Regions from separate parts of the Macaca mulatta genome. Here region 1 is linked to region 2. The links are chromatin contacts, called in public Hi-C maps. All regions are on one chromosome and are shown on one strand. The core of a region is the stretch at or near the end of the contact, and the rest is flanking DNA. Distances in the headings are between cores, read along the strand shown. Region 1 holds the start of ANKRD11 (ankyrin repeat domain containing 11). Region 2 overlaps ANKRD11 (ankyrin repeat domain containing 11).

What was found. Hi-C and Micro-C count contacts between places; a contact is called where the count stands out from the background.
Region 1: a Hi-C map of blood shows a contact between it and region 2, with 2.5 times the contacts expected there. The contact joins the promoter of ANKRD11 here to the enhancer-like site in region 2. A contact is called at or near these places in 4 of 14 Hi-C or Micro-C datasets (CD4 T cells, blood, cortical neurons and 1 more).

Annotation. Positions count from the first base shown.
Region 1 is chr20:84,923,617-84,928,672 of T2T-MMU8v2.0, reverse strand. It overlaps ANKRD11 (ankyrin repeat domain containing 11), which reads left to right and starts at 1,952. Exons shown (of 13, transcript XM_077986803.1): 1 at 1,952-2,268. It overlaps LOC144338210 (a long non-coding RNA gene), which reads right to left and starts at 1,570. Exons shown (of 3, transcript XR_013412173.1): 1 at 1,192-1,570.
Region 2 is chr20:84,854,813-84,860,343 of T2T-MMU8v2.0, reverse strand. The region is part of intron 1 of ANKRD11 (ankyrin repeat domain containing 11); the gene reads left to right. Among named protein-coding and RNA genes, the nearest start is that of ANKRD11, 69 kb to the left of the region's middle. Within about 2 kb of position 3,538, at least 7 of the 40 cell types and tissues checked have an H3K27ac peak or open chromatin away from gene starts, as enhancers often do. A contact at or near this core is called in CD4 T cells and blood, where this site is marked.

The DNA of each region.
Region 1 (5,056 bases), core at 703-3,202, 70 kb before region 2:
GGAGTTTGAAGCTGGACTGCGCTGACCGCACCTGTGAGCGCCACTGCCCCTCAGCCTAGGGGAAACATTGCCGAGTGCGAGCTTGACTGCTTAGGTTGACGTTTTTCAAATTTTCCCAATGATGAGTATTGTAAGGGCCCAAAATAAAAAAATACCAATGCCTAGTTCCCTCTCATCTAGAATAGTTCAATAGGTGATGATGGGGTCCAGGACTCTGAATTTCGTCCATTTTAGCAGATACTTCTTCCAGTGAGGCAAATATGGAAACCCTTGGATCACCTTTTCACGAACGCAGATCAGCCCATACATTGGCTGTTTTTATCAGGCGCTCACCCCTCGTCCAATGACGTGACTAGCTGTGGGTGGAGCCGGAAATCTGGCTGCCTAGAGAAGGCTGAAGGTCCAGTTACAGCATAACTAATGTTTCCACAGAGCTCCCATACGTGCCAAGCACCGTGGAACACACAGCCCCTTCATTTAATCTTCCCTATGGGCCTATGAAATAGGTGCTCCTGGCCGGCACCGTGGCTCATGCCTCTAATCCCAGCACTTTGAGAAGCCGAGGAGGGAGGGTCGCTTGAGTCCAGGATTTCAAGACCAGCCTGGGCAACACAGAGAGATCCTGTCTCTACGAAAACTTTAATAATTAGGCGGGCATGGTGATGCCTGGCTGTGGTCCTAGCTACTTAGTAGGCTGAGGTGGGAGGATCCTCTGAGCCCGGGAAGCGGAGGCTGCAGTTAGCACTGCACTCCAGCATGGGCGACAGAGTGAGACCTTGACTCAAAAAAAAAAAAAAAAAAAAAAAAAAGAAAAAGAAAAAGGTGCTACTTGTAGTTCCCATTTTACCCATCAAGAAACTGAAGATCTGAGAGACAAAGCCTGCAGGGTGACCGCTAGTCACTGGTAGGGCTGGGATTTGAATAGGGGCGGTTTAACAACTGATCTTTCAACCACACTGCGTGTTGCCCAACTGAAAAGGCCGTCCTCACGTCCTATTTACTCTGGACTTTGCAATTCCGTTATTTCGTAAATTGAGGCTTGTAAATAGCGTGCTAACCAGTTGTCTTAGCCCCCAGTAACATGCAGAATTGAAAAAGAAACTGAAAGGGGCACCGATTTTGTTCACCTTACTTTTTTGGTTTAGTTCTGGAGGAAAACACAGGTGCACTTAGAACAGGATCCACACTTACCAGAAGCTTAATTTTAGCTGCAAAGGAAACCAGTTCTCATCTACCTGTTTCGCGTGTTGGAGGATTAACTACCAAGGCAGGGGCTGCGGCGCGCCCGAGGGCCGTTCTCTTCGATGGCAGAGCAAGAGTCACCGCGCGGGAGCCCCGAGCGACCGCCCCGATGTCCCGGTCCCCTCCCCTGGCCGCCGCCCAGGGCTCTTCATGCCCCGTGACGCCCTCCAGGACAACGCGGCCGAAGGCCGGGCCTTCCGGGGGCCGAGCCGGACGTGGCCCGAGATGCCCGGGTGCCGGCAAAAGACCACGGGTACTCGACAGGCAACCGCCGCTCCGGCCCCTGGAGGCGGACGTTTTGTCTCGCAGCAGTTCAATACCAGATTTTGTTCCCAGAGCACATCCCCGTTGCTTCCGGCACTTGGAAAGACCAATCGTCAGGCCCGAGAATGCAAGACCCACCCTCCTTTGCGACGGAGGAGGCCAATCCAGTTGCTCGCTACTTCCAGTGTCGCGTGCGCCCTCACGCAGGACCCTGCCCAATCGTTACCGTGACGTCCTCCTAGTCCCGCCTCCGGGCCGCCACAGAGGCTGTCAATCCCGCCTCTCCCCTTCACTCCATTAGCGCACTAACTCCCGATGCTGTGACGTGCGCAGCCCCTGCGGCCGGCCGGGGCGGGCCAATGGCGGTGGCGGATACGGCGGGCCAATGGGCGGGAGCGTCTCATGCGGCCGGCGCCCGCCGCAGCCGCCGCTGGGTCCTGGAGCCAGAGGCCGCCCTGAGACGGTGCGCGATGGACCGAGGGCCTCAGCCGGGGAGGCGCCGCCGCCGAGCCCGCGGCCAGACGCCCCTTCAGTAGCGTCCGCACCGGGAGCCGCGGCGCTCGCCCTAACCGTGGGCGCGCCCGAGGGGCGGGCTCGCTTCCCGCCGGCCCTCGCAGGTCTGCCGGGCCCGAGCCCGCGCCGCCGCCGCCGCCGCCTTCCCGCTCGGGCCGCGCGGCCCGGGAAACGCGGCCGCGGGCTGCATGGGCAGCGCCCGCGCCCCGCCGCTGAGCCGCCGCGGAGCCGCGCAGCCCTCGGAGCCCGGTGAGAGGCGCCGCTGGCCTGGGGGCGGTGGTCGGGGCGGGCACGGGGTACTTGCGCGGCCTTGCGGCCTGCAGGCCTTCCCCGGTGGCGGAGCTGCGCCGCGGGCCTCGGGGCAGGCCTGGGGGCCGGAGCCGGGTGGGCGGGGGTCTTTCGGGGCCCGGGGCCGTCCTGAGGGGCCAATAATGGGACCCGGGGCGGACCTGCGTGTCCGGGTTCGGGACGGCCGGGGGTCTTTGGGGGCCCGGGGTGGCCGTGAGGGGCCAATAGGGGGCTCCGGGGCGGGCCTGGGAGGTCGGGGCGGCCGTGAGAGGGGTCCGGCGGCCCGAGGCGGCCGTAAGGGGCGGACGGGGGCTCCGGGCGGGCCTGGGTGGCCGGGGGCCCGCGGCGGCGGTGAGGGGGCGACTGGGGGCTCCGGAGCGGGCCTGGGGGGCCCGGGGGCCCGGGACGGCCGTGAGAGGCGGCCGGGGGACTCCGGGGCGGGCCTCGGGGGCCCGAGGCGGCGGTGAGAGGCGGACGGGGGGCTCCGGGGCGGGCCTGGAGGTCTTGGGGACCTGAGGCTGCCGGGAGGGGGCTGCCAAGGGGCGCCGGGTGCTGCGGAGCGGAGGCGCCGACCTCTGACCCGCGAGAGGGGCGCCTTCCCGCTGCTGGTCGTAGTTGTTATTCTCAGCGTCCCTATTATTATCGCTGTTTTGAAATGAGAGCAGGCGGCTCTCGGGCTCCGAGCCGGAGGGGGCGGGCGAACTGGGGACCTGGGGGCGTCGGGGTTGCAGGAGGCGCGCGTAGGCCGAGGAGGGGCAGGAATGCGGGCAGCCGTGTGGGGGGTGTTAGGGGGAGGGTAGGCGGGCCGGTGGAGGGGGGTGGCTGGGAGGAAAGCGGTGGCGGTGGCGGCTGCAACAGCAGCCCTTGGCCTCAAGGAACAATGTGAGACGTTGCCTGAAATGTTAATTTCCGTTCCTCATTTCATCATCCCCTGGCAGGGCGGTAGCTGTGTGTGTGGTGTATGTGTGTGCGCGCGCGCGTGCGTGTGTGTGTGTGTGTGTGTGTGTGTAGGGTTGGCCCTGCCACATTGATTCAGTCCCCTCTCAAAGAGGGATTGTACTGTTAACTGTTGTATTTGTGTCGTTTGGGAAGGTTGGAGGGGGTAGTCTTGATGTTTCTCGATGCCTGCTCTTTTCGCAGTGCCCCGTTAAGATTTTCTGTTCTGTTGTGTTTTTGGAAGGTTAGTCTTGTATACCAGCTTCCAAGAAGTTTTGGAAGAGGCTTGGGAAGATGAAGCTGGTCTCACAGTTCCCTATGCTTTAAAAGTGTTTTCCTTCTACACAGTTAAGATGTAACATGCTTGGGATTCATGGTTTTTGTAGGTTATAAGTAGTTTTGTATCCATTTGCAAGAACAGGGTTTTTGGTAGAGAAATTAGATTTCAGGCTTTCTTATACGAGGAGAGAGTTTTATGCAGTCATTTGAGCAATATCCTTAACGCTTGAAATGAGAAATAAAAGTGTGCACAGTGGTTGAACTGCCAAACTTAGAGAATCTTTTGATCGTTTTTGGGATGTTGACACTTACTCAGCCAAACATACAAGATGATATTACTTGTGGAAAAAGTGCCATCGAAACAGTTACTGTTTTTGTTGTGTGCAGACCTAGTCTATGTCATAACGTGGATAGTTCAAAATCAGAGACCCTGAGACTGTTTTTTTGGTTTTTCTGAGACCTTGATTTCTCTTGGTGAGTATTGGCTGCCCTGGAAGACTTCGAGTTCTGTTAGGGAATGATTACAGAAGTCCTCTGATTTTACTCTGCAACAGTAGTTAAACTAGAAAAAAAAAGGTGGGGGGGCGGATGTCTTGCTCAGCCTTCATTGTGACCTCGTATAGTTGGCGTGGCCTCCCCCACCCTCCATTCAGCTGTTGTTCTCCTCTTTCTGTAGTTTCTCCCCGAAGAGCAGGATCTCATTTGATAGGCTGGCCATCTGAATGGAATGGGATGGGAGGGAACAAAGACCAAGTTGCTATGACGTTTTCTCTGTTCTTTGTGATGCCTCTTGAGTTTGTTGAAAAGTTCCCTCCCTACAAGATATTGCTAAATTTGACCCAAACTTGAAACTTTCAGCAGCTTTTTCTTCTGTTTTATTTTTACTGTGGTAAAATATACATAACACAATTTACCAGAAGTTCGTTTTTAAAGGTGTCACCTTTAAAACCTGAGTTCCTCTTTTGCAGCTCTAATTTGTGTCAGCCTTGTAACTTGCATTGCCACCGTCAGATGCTTTTCTCTCGACCGGCCATGCTGGTCACCCCATACCAGCAATGCCTTTCATCACACCCACCCAGATGGGCTGCTGCTGCTAAGTGGCCGCCATGTTAGCTGTAATTACAGTGTTGATACCGTGACAAGTAGAAGTCCCTATAAATAGAGTTAACGAAACTATGCTGTTTGTATTGGAGAATATTTTTCCAATAAGTTTTTGTGCCCCTTTTTATTTTATTTTATTTTTATTTTTTTAGAGTTTTGCTCTGTTGCCCAGGCTGGAGTGTGGTGGCGCTATCTTGGCTCATTGCAACCTCCACCTCCCGGGTTCAAGCAATTGTCTGCCTCAGCCTCCTGAGTAGCTGAGATTACAGGCGCCCACCGCCACACCTGGCTAATTTTTGTATTTTTGGTAGAGACGGGGTTTCACCATGTTGGCCAGGCTGGTCCTGAACTCCTGACCTTGTGATCCATCCACCTTGGCCTTCCAAAGTGCTGTGATTACAGCCATGAGCCACCGTGCCTAGCCTCTTTTTGT
Region 2 (5,531 bases), core at 2,289-4,788:
AGAGGAGAGGATTTCACTGAATGCAAACAGGAGGAAGGAGCAGATGTAAACCCTGGCGTCCGGAAGCAGGGTTGAGTCAGCGGCGCCTTGGTCTTAGGAGGAGGCTGGGATGGATAGGTTGAGCCCGGAGTGGCCATTTCTGTTTCTCCACCTGCACACCCACTTCCAAGGCTTACAGGGGCTTCCTTTGTGACATAGGAGGAAGCACAGTGGCAAGAGGAGAGCACAGGCAGGGCTGATGAACATGATGACTCTCAGAAAGAAACTGTGTAAGGTCATATGTAAGGAGCAGACTCCGTTCTGTCTTAAGGAAGAAATAGAATCATTTTGGTGATGTTTCTTTTGTTACAGTGGCCGGCCATCAGGTTGCGTTAATAAAATGGAAAAGTAGTGTTTCAAGATGGTGGACAAGTCTAGCTGGGCGGGGACAGAGCCTGCAGTGTGGAATGCGTGCCAGTCCGCCATTCATCCAAGGGGCATTTGTTGACTTTTGTCCTTATTAAAGGACAGCGCACCTGCTGTGTACTAGAATGTCTGAGCATGAGAGTGAGAATCCCACGCTTCAGGGATGTCGCTGTTCTCTCGGGAGCTGTGTAGTCCCTTCCCTCCCCCAACCCCCATTTACATTCTGTTCGTTGCATCTCAGACGTTGAGCTGTACAAATCATTGTGGGCTCATATTCTAAATCAAAAGAACACTACACATTCAGGGACAGTGGTGTATTTTTATTTTATTTTATTTTTTTGAGGTGGAGTCTTGCTCTGTCGCCCAGGCTGTAGTGCAGTGGCACGATCTTGGCTCACTGCAACCTCTGCCTCCTGGGTTCAAGTGATTCTCCTGCCTCAGCCTCCAGAGTAGCTGGGATTACAGGTGCCCGCCGCCACACCTGGCTAATTTTTGTATTTTTAGTAGAGACGGGGTTTCACTATGTTGGCCAGGCTGGTCTCGAACTCCTGACTTTGTGATCCACCCACCTCGGCCTCCCAAAGTGCTGGGATTACAGGTGTGAGCCACCATGACCGGCCTATGACAGTGGTGTATTTTTAAAGGGAAGAATGTTGTGTTTGTTATTGAAGAAGTTTATTTATTTATTTATTTAGAGATGGGGTCTTGCTCTGTCACCCAGGCTGGAGTGCAGTGGTACAGTCTCTGCTCACTGCAAGCTCCGCCTCCCGGGTTCACACCATTCTCCTGCCTCAGCTTCCCCAGCAACTGGGATTACAGGCGCACACCGCCACGCCTGGCTAAATTTTTTGTATTTTTAGTAGAGACGGGGTTTCACTGTGTTAGCCAGGATGGTCTTGCTCTCCTGACCTTGTGATCCGCCCGCTTCGGCTTCCCGAAGTGCTAGGATTACAGTCGTGAGCCACTGTGCCTGGCCAAAGAATTTTATTTTAATTAATTAATCTATTTTTTTGAGATGGAGTCTTACTCTGCTGCCCAGGCTGTAGTGCAGTGGCACGATCTTGGCTCACTGCAACCTCTGCCTCCTGGGTTCAAGTGATTCTCCCATCAGCCTCCCGAGTAGCTGGGATTACAGGCGCCCACCACCACACTCGGCTAATTTTTGTATTTTTATTAGAAATGGGATTTCACCATGTTGGCCAGGCTGGTCTCAGACTCCTGACCTCAGGTGATACATCTGCTTTGGCCTCCCAAAGTGCTGGGATTAGAGGCATGAGCCACTGCACGTGGCCGATATTGAAGAATTTTAGACCTTTCAAACTAAAGAGGTTTTAAAAAAAAAGTCAAATCAGTGCCCTTGTTTTATTCCCCCCCCTTAATACTTCAAAGTAAAAATAATCATTTTAGAAAAATCTGGTATCATATGATTACTAGACTTTTTTTTTTTGGAGGCACACTCTGTCTCCCAGGCTGGAGTGCAGTGGCATGATCTCAGCTCACGGTAACCTCTGCCTCCTGGGTTCAAGCAGTTCTTCTGCCTCAGCCTCCCGAGTAGCTGGGATTACAGGTGTGCGCCACCACAACGAGCTAATTTTTTTGTATTTATTGTAGAGATGGGGTTTCGCCACGTTGGCCAGGCTGGTCTCAAACTCCTGACCTCAAGTGATCCTCCCGCCTTGGCCTCCTAAAGTGCTGTGCCTACAGGCGTGAGCCACCACCCCAGCCCCTAGACATTTCAATTATGTCTTTTCTACTCTCAAAAAAGTTTTAAGAAAAACTTGTATGGTTCTGTAAGTTGTAGTATGTAAGAGGTTTACAGTTCCATATAGATTTTTGGATCAATTTTGAAAACGGAGTTGGAAATCTGATAGTCCCTGCACCGAATCCTTAGGCCACCTTGGGAGTGTTGCCGTTGTAAAGATACTATGTCTTTTGATCCATGAATGTGGGATTTTCCCCCCACTTATGTAGGTCTTCAGTTTCTTTCAACAGTGTTTTGTGGTTACAGGGTGCAAGTTTTACACATCTTTGGTTAAATTTGTTGCTAAATATTCTTTTTGATGCTGTTTTAAATGGAAATGTTTCCTTCATTTTTTCAGATTGTTCATTGCTTGTGTATGATGATGATACGGCTGACTTTTGTATATTGATCTTGTATCATGCACCTCTGCTGAGTTGATTGACTGATTGAAGACCTGGTTGCGTACCAAGAGATGGTTCTTCATGGAGTTGTATCTGATTCTGAGGTTCCTGCTTAGCAAAAGACAGGCTGGTGACAGGTGTCCTGACGTCCGCTGCCACTTGGGTTATTCATTTTATGAAACAGACAGTGAGTGTTGGGAGAGGTCCCACATAACTAAGTGATTGTTGAGTAGGAGCTTCACACTGAATGAAACGGCTGCTTCCCAGATTTCTCCATCTTCTCTGTTTCGCAGTGTCCATGACACTGATCATAAAATGGTGAGGCCAGCAGTGAGCTCCAGAGACAAGTAGATCACAATATATTCATGGTTTCTTTTGAGTTTTGCCATGAGAGTGTGGTGCTGATTGGAATTCTGTGGGTTTACTAAGAGCTAGAAGTAAATTGGTCATCTGTGTGCCTGATTTACGCTTTCTGAAAGGTTGGTCTTATGTCTTTGTTGGTCAGGATTTCAGATTTGTGTGTGTGTGTGATGTTTAAGTGACCATCAGAGCTTCTCGTTCCCTTTCAAGGCTTGTTTTAGTGAAGCCAAGCAGGGAGTTGGCGTTTGTTGCTCAGGGAGCTTGTGAACTCGGCCGGCGCTGGCTGGGGGCCTGTGGAGCCTCCTGTGGGAGGGAGGCAGGTATTGCACAGTCCTGTGTTGTCTGTCCTTCCTGCAGCTTCTCCTGCTGTGTTATTGGGACTCTTCTCCCTGTTGGCTTTTGCGTCACTTTCTCTGGTTTGATTTCATGCCTTTGTCCTCCTAATTTTAAGGTATTTCCCAGTTTCTGATCTACAGCTTCCTTTTTTTTTTTCATTATAGCTGTGTGTCTGTTTACTTTCAAACACAAATTGTTTTTGCCATTCCGCTGGATCTGGTGAGGAAGGGAAGGTTCTGGCAGGAGTTGGATGCCTTCTCTGAGGACTGAAGGTTCTCCTGCCTTCCATAGTTGGCTTTTGTTCTTCAGCAAAGGAGTTTGATTCCTATCAGGGCAGGCGTTGTGGAAAGGGAAGAACGGTTGTGTGAAATCATTTCTTCTCGTTCTCATTCTGCATTCATCCACTTTGCACCTTCTTCTGCTAAATGGTATAAAGAGAACTGTTTAGGAACATTGATTTTGTTTCCTGTTTCATTTTTTCCTGTAGTAAAAAGAAACATTTGCATTGAAGAAGGAAGCCTGGTTTTCCTTCCAGCTCCTCCCCATGCTCACCTCAGTTCTGAAGTTTGCTTAGTTGCCTTTACTCCCTCGAGCCTTCTCTTTCACTTTAGATCAGAGAAAACAAACAAGTAGCACCCCACCCTTAAGAAACACCAAAAACAGGAAACAAATAACTGCACCTTCTCCGCCCTCAGCCCAAAAACACGAACGGGGCGGGTGTGTTCACTGGAAGAAGGCCAAGGTTAGGAGACTCGCCTGATCAGAGTGATAGGTGGCCTGTCCACACCAGCCGGCCTTGGCATTGGGGGCTCCTGGCACCATTGTGGGAGTGGAATCCAATTGGTTGTGTCGTTTTTTTGACTGAGAACTAAAATGAGATGCGGCTGGATCGTAGGTCTTTAGTGTTCCGTTTTAAGTCCTCTAGAGTTACATTGTATGGAGATTTTTAAGCCATAATAATAGCAGGTGCATATTCATGGTTTTTACATTTCCAGTTTCAAGACTGATCGTGGTGAAGAGTGTGGGCTCTGGAGCCAGCCTGGTTTCAAGTCTTGGCCCCACATTTAGTCAATGTGACCTTGACTAAATTTCTCACACCCCTGGGGCCTCAATTTTCTCATCTGCAAAGGGGAGATAATAATGATACCTACTCCGTGGGATCATTGTCAGGATAAAGTGAGTTGATAGTAGATAAAGCCATATGAAATTATCAATATTGGACTCTTTCCTTTTTGGACTTTTTTTTTTTTTTAAATAATTTGAGCTTTTTAAAAAATAATTTGTGTCTTCACTTACAGTTGTAAGAAATCCTTGAGAGCCCCTTGTACACTTTGGCCAGTCTCCTCCTCTCTTCCAGTGGTAACACATTGGAGAACTGTGCCCTTAATAGAACGTCACAGCCAGGATGTGGACACGGTATCGCTGACCAGTCTTAACTCAGGTTGCCTGAGGTTTACCTGTACGTGTGTGTGAGAGAGACGGATTGATTGATCGGAGTTCTGTGCAGGTTTGCCCCGAGGGCTCCCGTCCCTGCCGTGTTGCTGTACTGAACAGTTCCACAACCGCGAGGATCTGCCCTTTGCCCTTTTCTAGCCACATTTGCCCTTCCAGCCCATCTCCCCACCCTGGTCCCTAACCCCTGGGAACCTCTAATTTGTCCTCCATTTAAAGAATTTGTCATAAGAATGTCATATACATGGAATCGTAGAATTGTGACCTTTTCGACTGGCCTTTTGCTCAGTGTAATGTTTGCTCTGTTTGCTGCTGAGTGGTCTGCATGGTGTGGGTGGACGGCAGCTTAGTATCTGTCTACCCATTGTGAGAAACACACATTCACCCGTCCAAACCCAAAGAATGGACTTGGAGACACACAGAACAGCGGAAGCAAGACTTTCTTCTTTTTCTTTTCTTTTTTTTTTTTTTTTTAAAGACAGAGTTTTGCTCTTGTCACGTAGACTGGAGTGCAATGGCGTAATCTCGGCTCACCGCAACCTCCACCTCCTGGGTTCAAACGATTCTCCTGCCTCAGCCTCCCTAGTAGCTGGGATTACAGGCATGCACCACCATGCCTGGCTAATTTTGTATTTTTAGTAGAGACGGGGTTTCTCCATGTTGGTCAGGCTGGTCTCGAACTCCCAACCTCGTGATCCGCCTGCCTCAGCCTCCCGGAGTGCTGGGATTACAGGCGTGAGCCACTGTGCCCGGCCAGGAAACAAGATTTTTAATGGCAGTCTTGCAAGATCGGGTGCCTGGTAGGCAGGCACACCCACAGCAGTCACAGCAAGTAG